Linked DNA regions of Mus musculus: regions 1 and 2 are each linked to region 3. Evidence: chromatin contacts called from public HiChIP or PLAC-seq and promoter capture Hi-C data. All regions are on one chromosome and are shown on one strand. Each heading gives the region's core, a stretch centred on a gene start, on an enhancer-like site or on the middle of the called end of the contact. The rest is flanking DNA. Distances are from core to core; before and after follow the strand shown.

Evidence for each region. HiChIP or PLAC-seq counts read pairs in DNA pulled down with a chosen protein or histone mark. Capture Hi-C pulls out chosen DNA fragments and counts their contacts.
Region 1: a contact with region 3 is called in an H3K27ac HiChIP or PLAC-seq map of heart atrium, with 15 read pairs. The contact joins the enhancer-like site here to the promoter of Mybphl in region 3. A contact is called at or near these places in 7 of 39 promoter capture datasets (embryonic stem cells, frontonasal cranial neural crest, hippocampal neurons and 4 more), 10 of 484 Hi-C or Micro-C datasets (LSK cells, bone marrow-derived macrophages, cerebral cortex and 7 more), 5 of 115 datasets of contacts at active chromatin or transcription factors (embryonic stem cells, epiblast stem cells, heart atrium and 2 more) and 3 of 9 other capture datasets (adipose tissue, liver and pancreatic islet).
Region 2: a contact with region 3 is called in a promoter capture Hi-C map of pancreatic islet. The contact joins the promoter of Celsr2 here to the promoter of Mybphl in region 3. A contact is called at or near these places in 3 of 115 datasets of contacts at active chromatin or transcription factors (embryonic stem cells, intestinal crypt epithelium and pancreatic cancer cells) and 3 of 9 other capture datasets (adipose tissue, liver and pancreatic islet).

The regions. Positions count from the first base shown.
Region 1 is chr3:108,309,977-108,314,280 of GRCm38.p6, reverse strand. It overlaps Sort1 (sortilin 1), which reads right to left. Exons shown (of 20, transcript NM_019972.3): 3 at 4,064-4,137. Among named protein-coding and RNA genes, the nearest start is that of Sort1, 28 kb to the right of the region's middle. Within about 2 kb of position 2,375, at least 26 of the 459 cell types and tissues checked have an H3K27ac peak or open chromatin away from gene starts, as enhancers often do. A contact at or near this core is called in adipose tissue, epiblast stem cells, heart atrium and 1 more, where this site is marked.
Region 2 is chr3:108,412,770-108,417,092 of GRCm38.p6, reverse strand. Celsr2 (cadherin, EGF LAG seven-pass G-type receptor 2) reads left to right here and starts at 1,514. Exons shown (of 34, transcript NM_017392.4): 1 at 1,514-4,323. The coding sequence starts at 1,599. It overlaps Gm52630 (a long non-coding RNA gene), which reads right to left and starts at 1,072. Exons shown (of 3, transcript XR_003954680.1): 1 at 936-1,072; 2 at 424-643; 3 at 4-274.
Region 3 is chr3:108,361,943-108,366,543 of GRCm38.p6, reverse strand. Mybphl (myosin binding protein H-like) reads right to left here and starts at 1,633. Exons shown (of 9, transcript NM_026831.1): 1 at 1,400-1,633. The coding sequence starts at 1,547.

The sequences.
Region 1 (4,304 bases), core at 1,126-3,625, 53 kb after region 3:
TGCGAGTAAACGGCCCTCCCTTTTCCATTTCTGAAGCAACAGGTGCACTTTGGCTGGCGAGCTCAACAAAGTCATTTCAGGCCAGGGCAGGCCAGCTCAGCTGAAGAGCCAGCAGGGCGTATTTACAGTTTCCTCCTAAACTCTGCAACAGGAGACAGAATCCTATCTCAGTTCACAACGAGGAGAGATAATGAATATTCAGAATGACTGGTAAAGACTATGGCAGCAATATCACAGAGCCAAGAAGAAAAAGAGCCTTGTTAACAGGACACCATTCCGCAAACAAGCAAGGCAGCTCTCTAGTAAAGGGTGTGTTAGCAAAGCGGGTTTTCTCTCAAAAATCAGGCGAAAGGCTTGAGTCGGCCTGTGGTCAGTATTTAAACAGTGCCTATGACTCTAAGCACATTACTGAAAAGGATGGGGTTCATCGCCATGGGCAGACTCCGGAACTCATTAGCTCCAACTGCAGCCACTCGGGGCAAGATCTTTGTAGTAAACAAAGCAAACACACACAAAAAATTATTAGGCACAAGAGAAAACTGGCTTGAAGCGTTATGTATGGAAGACAAGACAGCATAGAAAGGGGGAGCTTAATAAACAGCCTTCAAAACATAGAGTCATCAATAATCAGGTTTCCATTTGCCACTGAAGAACGAACTGGAAAGGAGCAGCCTGTGACAAGGTGCATCCTAGAACCATTAGTTTCAGTGAAAAACTGGCCACCTTTTAACTAGCTGTCCAAAAGAGTAACAATTAAGTAAACTGTGTCAGTCTGACAATATGAGAATAGCGAGTGTACAAGACCCACTAGCAGCTACTGAGGGAACAAGAGCTTGTGCAGCCGCTTCTGCATTAACAGAAGTGGAAGAATGTGGGGGCCATCGCTTTATACCATCCACCCTGGAAGACTTCCCAGTCACTTTGACAACTAGGGCAGCAATGCTGGCAGCTGCCTACTCTAGACCAAGCTCTCTCTGTCACTCCATGCCATGCATTGCAGAGTCCTCACCTCATGGTGACCCTGAGGTGAGCACTGCTATCATCCTCCTTTAAAACTAATAGAAAGTCTTTGTATTGTGTTTTATAAAGATAAAGAGAGAAGGAATATGTTTGGTGTAGGTGCGGTAAGGTGTGGGGGGAAAAAGGGGTGCCTCTGCCGGCCCATGCTGAGGCATCCCTTCCCCCTGTATAGAATAGTTTATTCAGCACAAGGGAGGGGATCTGAGAGACCAGTAGAGAAAGAGAAAGGCAGAGAATGAGAGCAGAGGAGTAGAGGCCAGCCATGAGCATGTGGTGGTGGTGGTGGGGAATGGGGAGAGAGGGAGAGCGGGAAGAGAGGACAGAGCTAGAGCAAGAGAGAGGGGAATGGAGCAGCCCCTTTTATAGTGAGTCAGGCACACCTGGCTGTTGCCAGGTAACTGTGGGCGGAGCCTAGATAAAAATGCTAACACTTAGGAGGCTGCATGACTTGTTTGTTGTAGTAAATATCAATATTAATTGGTGGTTTCTATCCCACCTTCTATCTTTCAGTTCCTAGATAAAAGACACAACACTTTTGTATTTACAATAAGCCTCAGACAGCACTAGAGCTAGGTAGATATCAACCCTCTATGTTATTATGTCTACTTCCCTGCCAATAACCCCAAGATATGATATGATGGTTTGAATATGCTTGGCCCAGGGAGTGACACTATTTGGAGGTGTGGCCTTGTTGGAAGTGTGTCACACTGTGGGTGTGGGCTTTAAGGCCTTCATCCTAGCTGCCTGGAAGTCAGTCTTCTCTTGGCAGCCTTCAGATGAAGATATAGAACTCTCAGCTCTTTCTGCACCATGCCTGCCTGGATGCTGCCATGTTCCCACCTTGATGACAATGGACTGAACCTCTAAACCTGTAAGCCAGTCCCAAGTAAATGTTGTCCTTAGAAGACTTGCCTTGGTCATGGTGTCTGTTCACAGCAGTAAAACCCTAATTAAAACATATGAGTTGCTATGCTCTGCCTGGGCAGCTCTTACTCCAACTGACCAGCTCTCATGGCCTTTTTTTTTTTTTTTTTTTTTAAGATTCACCTACCCCCTCGCCTCTTCTCCTCTCCCCACCTCTCTCTCTCTCTTCCTTCTGTGGTCCTCTCCTCGACCCCATGCTGGGAACCAAAGCCCCGCCTTCTTCTGCCCAGCTCTAGGCTGTGGGCATCTTTATAGTTTTATAGGTTACACAGCATCACTTGGTTTTTGTGAGGATCTCCTCACCCCTAGGGGCAGCCAGACCTCGGGGCCAGTATTTAGCATTGCAATACATAGCAAGAGACCAAACTCAACACTTGTTCAAGGTTACTCTGCAAATGATAGTGCAGAGAGTCAACCCTTGGCCTGCCTGCCAGCTAAACCTTGGCAGCCCTTTGCTTTTCTGTGTTGCTTCCCAAGACAATACAGCTGCATGGTAGATAGAGCACTGGAGGGGAAAATCAGGGAGAACTGTAAACAAACTAAGATGACACTCTGCACGGTCACTCGTGCTTCCTGTTAGGATTTCCAAGTGTTTTATAAGGTGATGCAAAAAAAAAGATAAGCTAGTGAGGAAGGCGACACTGAGCAGGACTTCATTAGAGCAAGGACTCTTTTTTTTTTTTTTTTTAATTCTTTGAGTCAGGGTTTCTCTGTGTAGCCCTGGCTGTCCTGGAACTCACTTTGTAGACCAGGCTGGCCTTGAACTCAGAAATCTGCCTGCCTCTGTCTCCCAAGTGCTGGGATTAAAGGCATATGCCACCAATGCCCGACTTAGAGCAAGGATTCTTAAGTGCTAGAAACAGGTACTAAATTCAGTCTACAAAGTTTTAAATATATCTTTTCCTCTCCAAACAGGAGACTAGCTTTGATTATTTAGCTGCTGTTCTAATTACATAAACAATGGCACCGTCTATGGGCCTTTTTAATACCCAGACTCTATAATATACTGACAATCCATAAGAAACAAGGAAAACCACATGCTTGGTATAAAAACTCACAGAAGTCAAGGCATCCAGCCAAGCAGCTATTTGTTCACTCAACTAACACTCTGCCTGCCTACTCTGTATTAATAACTTGGCCAGCAGCTAGAGAGTCTCCAGTTAGTGCAGTGCCCAGCCTTCATGGGGCTTTGGCAATTCCAACATGTGACTGACTCCTTGGCCTACAGAAGTATTTGCTTATTTTAAGCCAGCATTGCTGTGCTCAATAGAGTGCTCTGGCTCCAGGCCCCTGGGCAGAGAAGTCAAAGATCACACCTGCTGGAGGAGGGAAGTGGGGTTGAAGCATTTCAGAGCCTCAGCATCAGTTCCCTGCACCTGGGCCAAGAGCAGCTGTAGAACAATCAAGTGAAGAAGAGTTACAGCCCAGCAGGGCTCCCAGAGGCCTCTGGCTCCTGTGGTGTTTCTAGAATGGGCTGCTGGGATTTTGTGATTCATTTAGGTCCCTTGGGAAGAGATGGGACAGAAATACAGGATAAAGACGATAATGACTTACTTTAGAGTGCTAGCAGCTCTGCATCCTGCTGAGGAATGGAGCCTACTATTCAAGTTGCAGAAGACACACCGATGTCATGACACATGTTCCCACCCTCATCACCTAGTGTGAACTGTAGTAACGAGGTTGACTGAAATAGGGTGATCTAAAAAGCTCCCTTCCTAGGCAGAAATGACCATGCACCATCATAAAAATAACCCATTTAGACTCCAAAACATTAAATAAAAGTTTGTTTGAAAATTTTTTTTAAAAAATCGATTCATAGCATATAGATGCAGAAAAACCACACTGCCTTTCTGTCAGTAAGAATCCATGAGATTCGCATGGGTACACGCGCCTGTAGCGCCAGCCTTTACCTGGTGTCATCAACCTCCTCTCCTTCCAGGTAAGTCCCTTCTCATTTTTTTCTTAAGGTTGCTACATTGTTATCCAAAAGTGGGCTGAGCACCATAGTCTGCTGGACTTCTAAGATCAAAATTAACTGTTGAAATATTGTGACAGTTAAGGCAGAACCTTTGTCGTTCCTGTGTGGTCAAATGTCCCTGGGACGTGTTATCTGTCTCACCTTCGATACAACTTGGACTGTCCAAAGCTCACAATTACCAGAGGCACTTGGAAAGTGGTCAGGACGAGAATAACCTGCAGGGGACAAAAGCATTCTGTTGATAAGAGATGATAGACAATGACGATAAGCTGCGTCTCAAAGACTGATGGTGACAGCTCTGCTTTCTAGAAACCTGTAATGCAACATAGCTGAAGTCTAGGAAGGGCCAAGGAACGTGGGTCCGTGAGGATCTGAAAGTTCC
Region 2 (4,323 bases), core at 265-2,764, 51 kb before region 3:
GACTTCTGAAAATCCATTACTTTATTCAAGTCCCTCACTCTAGGAAAGGTCGCACATAGCTAGCATGTGAGAGTGGCCTCCTCTCTCATACAATCTGACATCCCTCATTGCTCAGGGTATGAGAGGAAGAAGCCCTCTGGCTTGCCCAGCCTCACTCTTCCCGGTTCTTTGGTCCCAACATCTTGTGTGAACTCCACTTATGGGAAGATTCATCAGTTCTTCATACCCCTTCCAGAAGGTTCTGGGGTGGCATTCCATGAAGGGCTCAGTAGTCCTGTGCAATGGACAGGGCCATTTGCTAGTTACAAAGCCGCGGGTAGGAGGAGGACAGCAGTTGGACATTGATCTAGGAGGGAGGAGGGATAAAGAAAAAGGAACACGTCCTAAGGTCCAGGAAGCTTGGGCCCTCTGGAACCAACTCACCCTGGCCCTAGGAATCTGGTAGTGTTAGTGCTCTTGCTGCTTTGGACATTCTGGTTCACTTCCCCTGACCTGACATGTGGTACCCAAGATGTATCCCAAATGAGCTTAGGGGTCCTTTTGTCCAAGATATCCAAGTGAGAGCACGACTTCTGGTATCTGGGGGAGACTTTGTAGTGTCGAGCGAAGTCGAGCAAAGTCGTCTTTACTTCTGACCCGGGACCTGTAGGATGGGGCAGCAATGAGGGCTTTCAGGGATGGTAAGACTGGAAAGTTGTCTGTCTGTCTGTCTGTCTGTCTGTCTATATCCACCCACCTCCCACCCCCTGGTCACCTCCTGCAGACATTAAGACTGTTTTGAAAGAGCGCTAGCCATAGAATTTTACAAGAGTATCAATTCCCTGTGTGGCTTCTGATTGTTCATTCCTCTTTAAGCTGTAGAAGGGATCCAGAAATGGAAAGGAGCAAGTCTGATGTGCTGGGAAGAAAAATTCTACCAGAGGCGGGAATCTTACTTAGAGCCGCCATGCAGAAGAGGGCGCTGGGTGGGGCCCACCTCCTCGGCGCGTTGGGCGTCGCCGCTTTAAGACCGCGGCGGCGCGAGCAGGTCTATGGTAATGAGCCGCCGCCACCACCGCCGCTGCTCTGCAGAGCTCGCCCGCCCGCCCGGGAGGCGAGGGAACGCGGGTCTGGGCCCGGGACCCCGGCGACCGGTAGCTGCCGCGGCGGGGACGCAGGGCGCGAGCGGGTGGCGCAGGGCCATCGTTGGCAGCCGGGCCCGGGCCGGAGCGTGAGGCTCCGCAGACGCAGGTGGGCGACCTTACGCGGGCGGAGGGGACATTCTGGGGCTCGGGACCGGGGGACCCGGCAGAGCCAGAGATCCTCGCGGCCCGCGGGCGCAGGTAGAGAACGCTCAGAGCGCAGGTGGAAGCGCAGCGTGAACCCGCAGTGGTCGCGGCGACTCGGGAGCGGGCCCGGCTTCGAGAGTGGTGGGAGCCCGGCGCATCGTGGGCTAAGAGCGCGGCCCCGCCGAGCCATCTGGGTGCAGGCCCAGTGGGACGTACAGGTGGCCCCCGGGGACCCGCGCCCCGGCCCGGGCATGAGGCGCGGCGGGGCCGGCAGGAGCCGGAGGAAGAGCCGCCGCGGCTGTTGACCCGGCTGGCCGGGAACAGGGAGAGATGCGGAGCCGGGCTGCCAGCGCCCCCCTCCCAACGCCGCTGCTGCCGCTGCTACTGCTGTTGCTGCTGCTGCCACCGTCGCCACTACTGGGAGATCAAGTGGGGCCCTGTCGTTCTCTGGGATCCGGGGGACGCAGCTCCTCTGGGGCCTGCGCCCCCGTGGGCTGGCTCTGCCCAGCCTCTGCTTCGAACCTCTGGCTCTACACCAGCCGCTGCAGAGAATCGGGCATTGAGCTGACCGGCCACCTGGTGCCCCACCACGATGGCCTGAGGGTTTGGTGTCCAGAATCAGGGGCTCATATCCCTCTTCCGCCATCCTCTGAAGGCTGCCCCTGGAGCTGTCGTCTCCTGGGTATCGGAGGACACCTTTCTCCACAAGGCACGCTGACCCTGCCTGAAGAGCACCCTTGCTTAAAGGCCCCACGGCTCAGATGCCAGTCTTGCAAGCTGGCACAGGCCCCAGGGCTCAGGGCTGGGGAAGGCTCACCAGAGGAATCTCTGGGTGGGCGCAGGAAAAGGAATGTGAATACAGCTCCCCAGTTCCAGCCTCCCAGCTACCAGGCCACAGTGCCTGAGAACCAGCCTGCTGGTACCTCTGTTGCATCCTTAAGAGCCATTGATCCAGATGAGGGTGAGGCGGGTCGACTTGAGTACACCATGGATGCCCTCTTTGATAGCCGCTCCAATCATTTCTTCTCCTTGGACCCAATCACCGGTGTTGTCACCACAGCTGAGGAGCTGGATCGGGAGACCAAGAGCACCCACGTCTTCAGGGTCACTGCACAGGATCACGGTATGCCCCGACGGAGTGCCTTGGCCACGCTTACCATCTTGGTGACCGACACCAACGATCACGACCCTGTTTTTGAGCAGCAAGAGTACAAGGAGAGCCTCAGGGAGAACCTGGAGGTTGGCTATGAGGTGCTTACAGTCAGGGCCACCGACGGCGACGCCCCTCCCAATGCCAACATTCTGTACCGCCTGCTGGAGGGGGCCGGAGGCAGCCCCTCAGACGCCTTTGAGATCGATCCTCGCTCGGGGGTGATCCGAACCCGCGGCCCTGTAGACCGGGAGGAAGTGGAATCCTACAAGTTAACAGTGGAGGCGAGTGACCAGGGCCGGGACCCAGGCCCGCGGAGTTCCACAGCCATTGTTTTCCTGTCGGTGGAGGATGATAATGACAACGCCCCCCAGTTTAGCGAGAAGCGTTATGTGGTCCAGGTGCGGGAGGATGTGACCCCAGGAGCCCCAGTTCTCCGAGTCACCGCCTCCGATAGAGACAAGGGCAGCAATGCCCTAGTGCACTACAGCATCATGAGTGGCAATGCTCGGGGCCAGTTCTATCTGGATGCTCAGACTGGAGCCCTGGATGTGGTAAGCCCACTCGACTATGAGACAACCAAAGAGTATACGCTTCGGATCCGGGCTCAGGACGGTGGCCGTCCTCCACTCTCCAATGTCTCTGGCCTAGTAACAGTGCAAGTCCTAGACATCAACGATAACGCCCCCATCTTTGTCAGCACCCCTTTCCAGGCCACCGTCCTAGAGAGTGTCCCTTTAGGCTACCTTGTTCTGCACGTCCAGGCAATTGATGCTGACGCTGGTGATAACGCCCGCCTCGAGTATAGCCTGGCAGGGGTTGGGCACGACTTTCCCTTCACCATTAACAATGGCACAGGCTGGATCTCTGTGGCCGCAGAGTTGGATCGGGAAGAGGTTGATTTCTACAGCTTTGGTGTAGAGGCCCGGGACCATGGCACCCCAGCGCTCACGGCCTCAGCCAGTGTCAGTGTAACCATCCTGGACGTCAATGACAACAACCCAACCTTCACGCAGCCAGAGTACACCGTTCGGCTCAACGAGGACGCCGCCGTGGGCACCAGTGTGGTGACCGTGTCAGCCGTGGATCGAGACGCTCACAGTGTCATTACCTACCAGATCACCAGCGGCAACACCCGCAACCGCTTCTCTATCACCAGCCAAAGTGGTGGTGGACTGGTCTCCCTTGCCTTACCGCTAGACTACAAACTCGAGCGGCAGTATGTGCTGGCAGTGACTGCCTCAGATGGCACAAGGCAGGACACAGCTCAGATAGTAGTGAATGTCACCGATGCCAACACCCACCGTCCCGTCTTCCAGAGCTCCCACTACACAGTCAACGTTAATGAAGACCGGCCAGCAGGCACCACAGTGGTGCTGATCAGCGCCACGGATGAGGACACGGGGGAGAATGCCCGAATCACCTACTTTATGGAGGATAGCATCCCCCAGTTCCGAATCGACGCGGACACTGGGGCTGTCACCACCCAGGCTGAGCTGGACTACGAGGACCAGGTGTCTTATACCCTGGCCATCACTGCTCGGGACAATGGCATTCCCCAGAAGTCTGACACCACCTATTTGGAGATCCTGGTGAATGACGTGAACGACAACGCCCCCCAGTTCCTCAGAGATTCCTACCAGGGCAGCGTCTACGAGGACGTGCCGCCCTTCACCAGCGTCCTGCAGATCTCAGCCACGGATCGAGACTCCGGTCTGAATGGCAGGGTTTTCTACACCTTCCAAGGAGGAGATGATGGGGACGGTGACTTTATTGTAGAGTCGACATCGGGCATTGTGCGCACACTGCGGAGGCTGGATCGTGAGAACGTGGCCCAGTACGTCCTGCGGGCCTATGCGGTGGACAAGGGCATGCCACCAGCCCGCACACCCATGGAAGTGACAG
Region 3 (4,601 bases), core at 384-2,883:
TAAACCCACCAGCTCTCGACATTCAGGCAGCTCCATTAGGATCTTCTTTAGGGCCGGGCGTGGTGGCGCACGCCTTTAATCCCAGCACTCGGGAGGCAGAGGCAGGCGAATTTCTGAGTTCGAGGCCAGCCTGGTCTACAGAGTGAGTTCCAGGACAGCCAGGGCTATAAAGAGAAACCCTGTCTCGAAAAAAAAAAAAAAGAAAAAAAAAAAAAAAAAAAAAAACCAAAGGATCTTCTTTAGGGTAAGGAGTGGACAGTTGTGCTTTTGGGTCCTAGTTGGAGAAAGAACTTGGTTGTCTTGTCATCTCCTTCTTGGAAATATTCCCATGTTGCTTTAGCCTCTTACAGTGCTGATCAGCCATCCTTCTAACTGACCTTCCTGGGAGATGTTTAAAGTCATTTTACAGAGAAGAAACTAAAGTGGAGCAGTTGAATTGATTTGTTCAAGGTCACTGTGCTGTTAGCGTCACTCCCAGAAAGGAGCCTGGGGTGTTGCCTGCCAGCCTACACCGTCTATTTTTCTCCTACCTCTTTCCTTTCCAGGAGTTCATGGACTTCTCCTGTGTGTGGTTTTCAAATCTTCTGCAAAATTAAGGGGTTATAACGCTAGGACTTTGTTGGGCTAAATGTTTAGCACAGCCACAGGGCTGCTAAAGACCATCACAAAGAAGGGAAGAGCTATCTCCCATCTCTCCCCTGGGTTTGCAAACCCACGTATAGTGGAGACACACACAATTGCCCAGGTAAGCTGTGGTGGTGACAGGTGGTACTGGGGCAGGTGGCAGGATGATGGGGCTGGGGTAGGCACCACATACTCTCACCTGGAAACTGGAAATGGAGCGCTTTTCCCTGAAAGGCTCTTCTTCCTCAGAGCTCTGACTTTGAGAGGCCTTGGCCAGTGAGCCAGGGTGGGGTGTTAGGGTAGGCCCTGATGCTGCGGCATGACCCAGGCAGAGGCCGGGTATCATGCTGTCCAAGATGTTCAACCTCCTCATAGCCAACAGTTTTAATCACTCTTTACCTCTACAAATGGCCACTCTCCTCCGTTCCCTTCCCAATGGGTTATTTATTCTACTGGATCCTCCAGGACCTGTGACTGTTTTTGATGGTGAAAATATAAACAGATCACTGCTGGTCACTATAAAGTGCCACAAACACTGACTTCTCAGCTAAAGAATAAAATTACAACAGAGACATTTGAGTAGCAAGGCGCAATTTGAGAGGGAAGTAAGGGCTCCCAGAATATTTCTGCATTATCCTAACTAGAAGTTCCCTAAAGTTATTAAAGCTTATGCACAGGGGTGGGGGCGACCCCTAAGGGTATATTCAGAGCAGTAGGAAGTTCCCCTCTCCCACACCACTCAGCATCCCCACCCTTACAGACTGCCACAGATCACCTTCAATAGAGGGCAGGAGCTGCAGAGAAGGGCTGCCTGCCTCCTGTTGATGTGAAGTCCGGGGTCCTTTAGCATCCGCTGGGTCAGCAGCTGCTTCTACCTGCCGCTGGGAGCATGAGGCTATCTCCAGTGTGGTGGCTGTCTCCATGCCTGGGGTCTAGCTGAAAATTTTCTTTGTTGCTGGTGAGGGAGGGGCTGTGCACCTGCTGTCCAGGCTGGTCTCCCTGGGGTCACAGCCACAGGCTTATGTAAGTGGGCTGGCTTTTCCCCACCCACTACTCCCACTGAAGGGAGAAGTAGGGGCCAGGAGAAGAGGAGGATCAGAGAGCTGCCCAGAATAGCCGCGGGAGGAGGGCTGAGGTGGCCCTGTTATCTTGTGAGTGAGATGACACCCTACAGCATTAGGAGGGAGGGGAGAGTGTGAGCAGAGTATATGAGAGGGACTTCTGGCTTTGAGGGAGGCCTGAGCTGCTGGCATCTCTGCTTCTGACCTCCAGCTCATTCAACAGGGCGTAAGGTCCGAAGAGCAGTGAATTCTCAGGCACACCGTTAGCTCTTGCCACACTTGTTGAACAGTAGGTCATTGAAGAGCTGGTCTCTATACCTTGGCCTTCATGGGGACCTCTGTTTGCTGTCCCAGCCCCAAGGGCAGGGGAGGGTTGGGGAGAAGTGGGGACAGTCAGTCCCCTGTTGCCAGACTAGTTAGTGACACATGAGCTCTGTCATCAGCTTGCTATGTGACTAGTGATACCCCATGATCTCTCGGCCCCTCTGTGTGTGTGTGTACTGGAGTTTTTCTCCCCTCCACCCTGTGTGTGCGTCTGTGTATGCGTGTCTATGTGTACTAGGACACCCCCCCCCGTGTGTGTATATGGTATGTGTGTATGTCTGTGTATGTGTGTATGTGTGTACTAGGAGGACCCCGCCCCCATGTGTGTGAGTGTGTATGGGTGTGTGTGTATTTGTATGGTGTGTGTGTTGTGTGTGTGTACACTCCCATGCACACGCATTGGGGCTTGAACCCGGGGCCTTGTGCTTGCTAGACAAGTCCTCTACTACAATGCCACTGAGCTACACCTAACACCCCCAGCATCTCATAAATTGGGTTTCATTTGTGAGATGGAGATAATAACCATAGGGTTGTTGTGAGGATTAAAAGAGGTAATCTCTGGAAAGTGCTTAGCAGAATGTAGCTGACTAAGTGCTGGATAAATGGAAGCTATTTTTAGGTCAGGCTGGCATTTCCCCCTTTGAAAGCTGTCAATGGCTCTCTTCCTATGAGATAAAGCACAAATGAAGTGCGAGGCAGCCTCACAGGGGAGGAAGCTCCCCAGAGACAGGGATGTGTGACATTTGGCTGTACCATTCAGCCACCAGCTGATGGCTCTGAACCTCAGGTCTGTGTAACTGGGGGTGCTGATGCCAGGACTGTGCCTAGGATCCAAGGGCCAGCCCACAGTCAGCACTGGCTAAACCCGAGTGTCCCCAGCTGACTGCCGTGCTCATCCAGAGCCACTCCACATTGGACCCTCCACCCAAATTGTAGGATTTCTTATCATAGCCCCCCCTTCCTAACTGTATTTATCTAACCATTTTTGCTTTTTAAAAAATGTATATCCATGCATCATGTCCATTCCTGGTGCCAATGAAGGCCAGAGGAGGGAATTGGATCTTCTGGGACAAAGTGAGCCTCCACAGGATGCTTGGAATCAAACTTGGAGCTCTAGCACATATTTGAAGGTCAGAGGACATCTTTCCAAAGTCAGTTCTCTCCTTCCACCATGTGGGTCCCAAGGATTAGACTCAGATAGCCAGGGTTGGTGGCAGTCATCTTGAGCCAATGACCCATCTTATCAGCCCCATATATATACTCCTATATACTCCTCCTTTTTTTTTTGGTTTTTCGAGACAGGGTTTCTCTGTGTAGTCCTGGCTGTTCTGGAACTCACTTTGTAGACCAGGCTGGCCTTGAACTCAGAAATCTGCCTGCCTCTGCCTCCCGAGTGCTGGGATCAAAGGCGTGTACCACCACGCCCGGCTTCCTCCTTATTTCTTCATTCATTCATTCATTCATTCATTCATTTATTCACTTTACATCCTGACTGTTGTCCACCCTCCCACAGTTCCTCCTCCCATCCCTTTTCCCCTTCTCTGAGAGAGTGGAGCCCCACCCAGGTATCCACCCCCACCTTTCCCCTCCCCCACACCCCTGCCAGGCACATCAAGTCTCTGTGGGGCTAGGTGTATCCTCTCCCACTCAGGACAGACAAGGAAGGCAGCCAAGCTAGAAGAATGGATTCCACAGACAGGCAACAGCTTTAGGGACAGCCCATGTTCTAGTTGTTCGGCACTCACTGCAGAAAGAGTTGCACATCTGCTATATATGTGCAGGAGGCCTAGGTCCTTTGGCTAGTGCATTCTCTTTGGCTAGCGGTTCAGTCTCTGAGACCCCCAAGGGTCCCCCCATATTGCTTTTGAGAGGTGTCCTACTTTGACCTGGGGCGTTTTGATCAGGCTAGGCTAGCCATTGAGGTCCAGGAACTGTCCTGTGTGCGCCTCTTGGGCACTGGGATTTTAACATGGGCTTGGATACTGCCTTCGTGTTTGTGTAGTGGACAATTCACTGACTGTTCTCTCCAGGTTAGGGGGACCTCTTTAATCCATTCTTAGCCATTTTTGTGGAGAAAGTGGCCTAAGCCTCTTGTGTTAGCCCCCCCCCCCGCCGCCCCCCCCCGCCACAAACACACACTTGTACTGCACATGTAGAGAATTTTAAGGAATCAAATTTAAAACTACAGACTCCTCAGTTTGCCCATCATAAAGTTCAATTCAGAGCTGGACATAGTGACACTCACTCTGAAGGTGGAAGTAGAAGGATGACCATCAATTTTGGGGCAGCCTGAGCTACACAACAAGTTCTAGGCCAGCCTGATTCTGGTGAAGGAGTCTTGAGATGTGCTAGAATCCCTTAGACCCGATTGGATCGATCCTCGGGGTAAAAACTCCTGCTGGATAACAAGGCCTGTGCCCCGCCATCTCCAGACTGCGATGTGGGAACACCGAATGGAAATATTGGTTCAAAATGCTATCCCAGGGCACAGTGGGATAGCTAATGGCTGAAGGCAGGGAGCTCCTTCTGGTGACATGGGGGCTGAGCACGCAGGTCTGCGAGAGGAGCAAGGGAAGGAGAGATACACGTAGA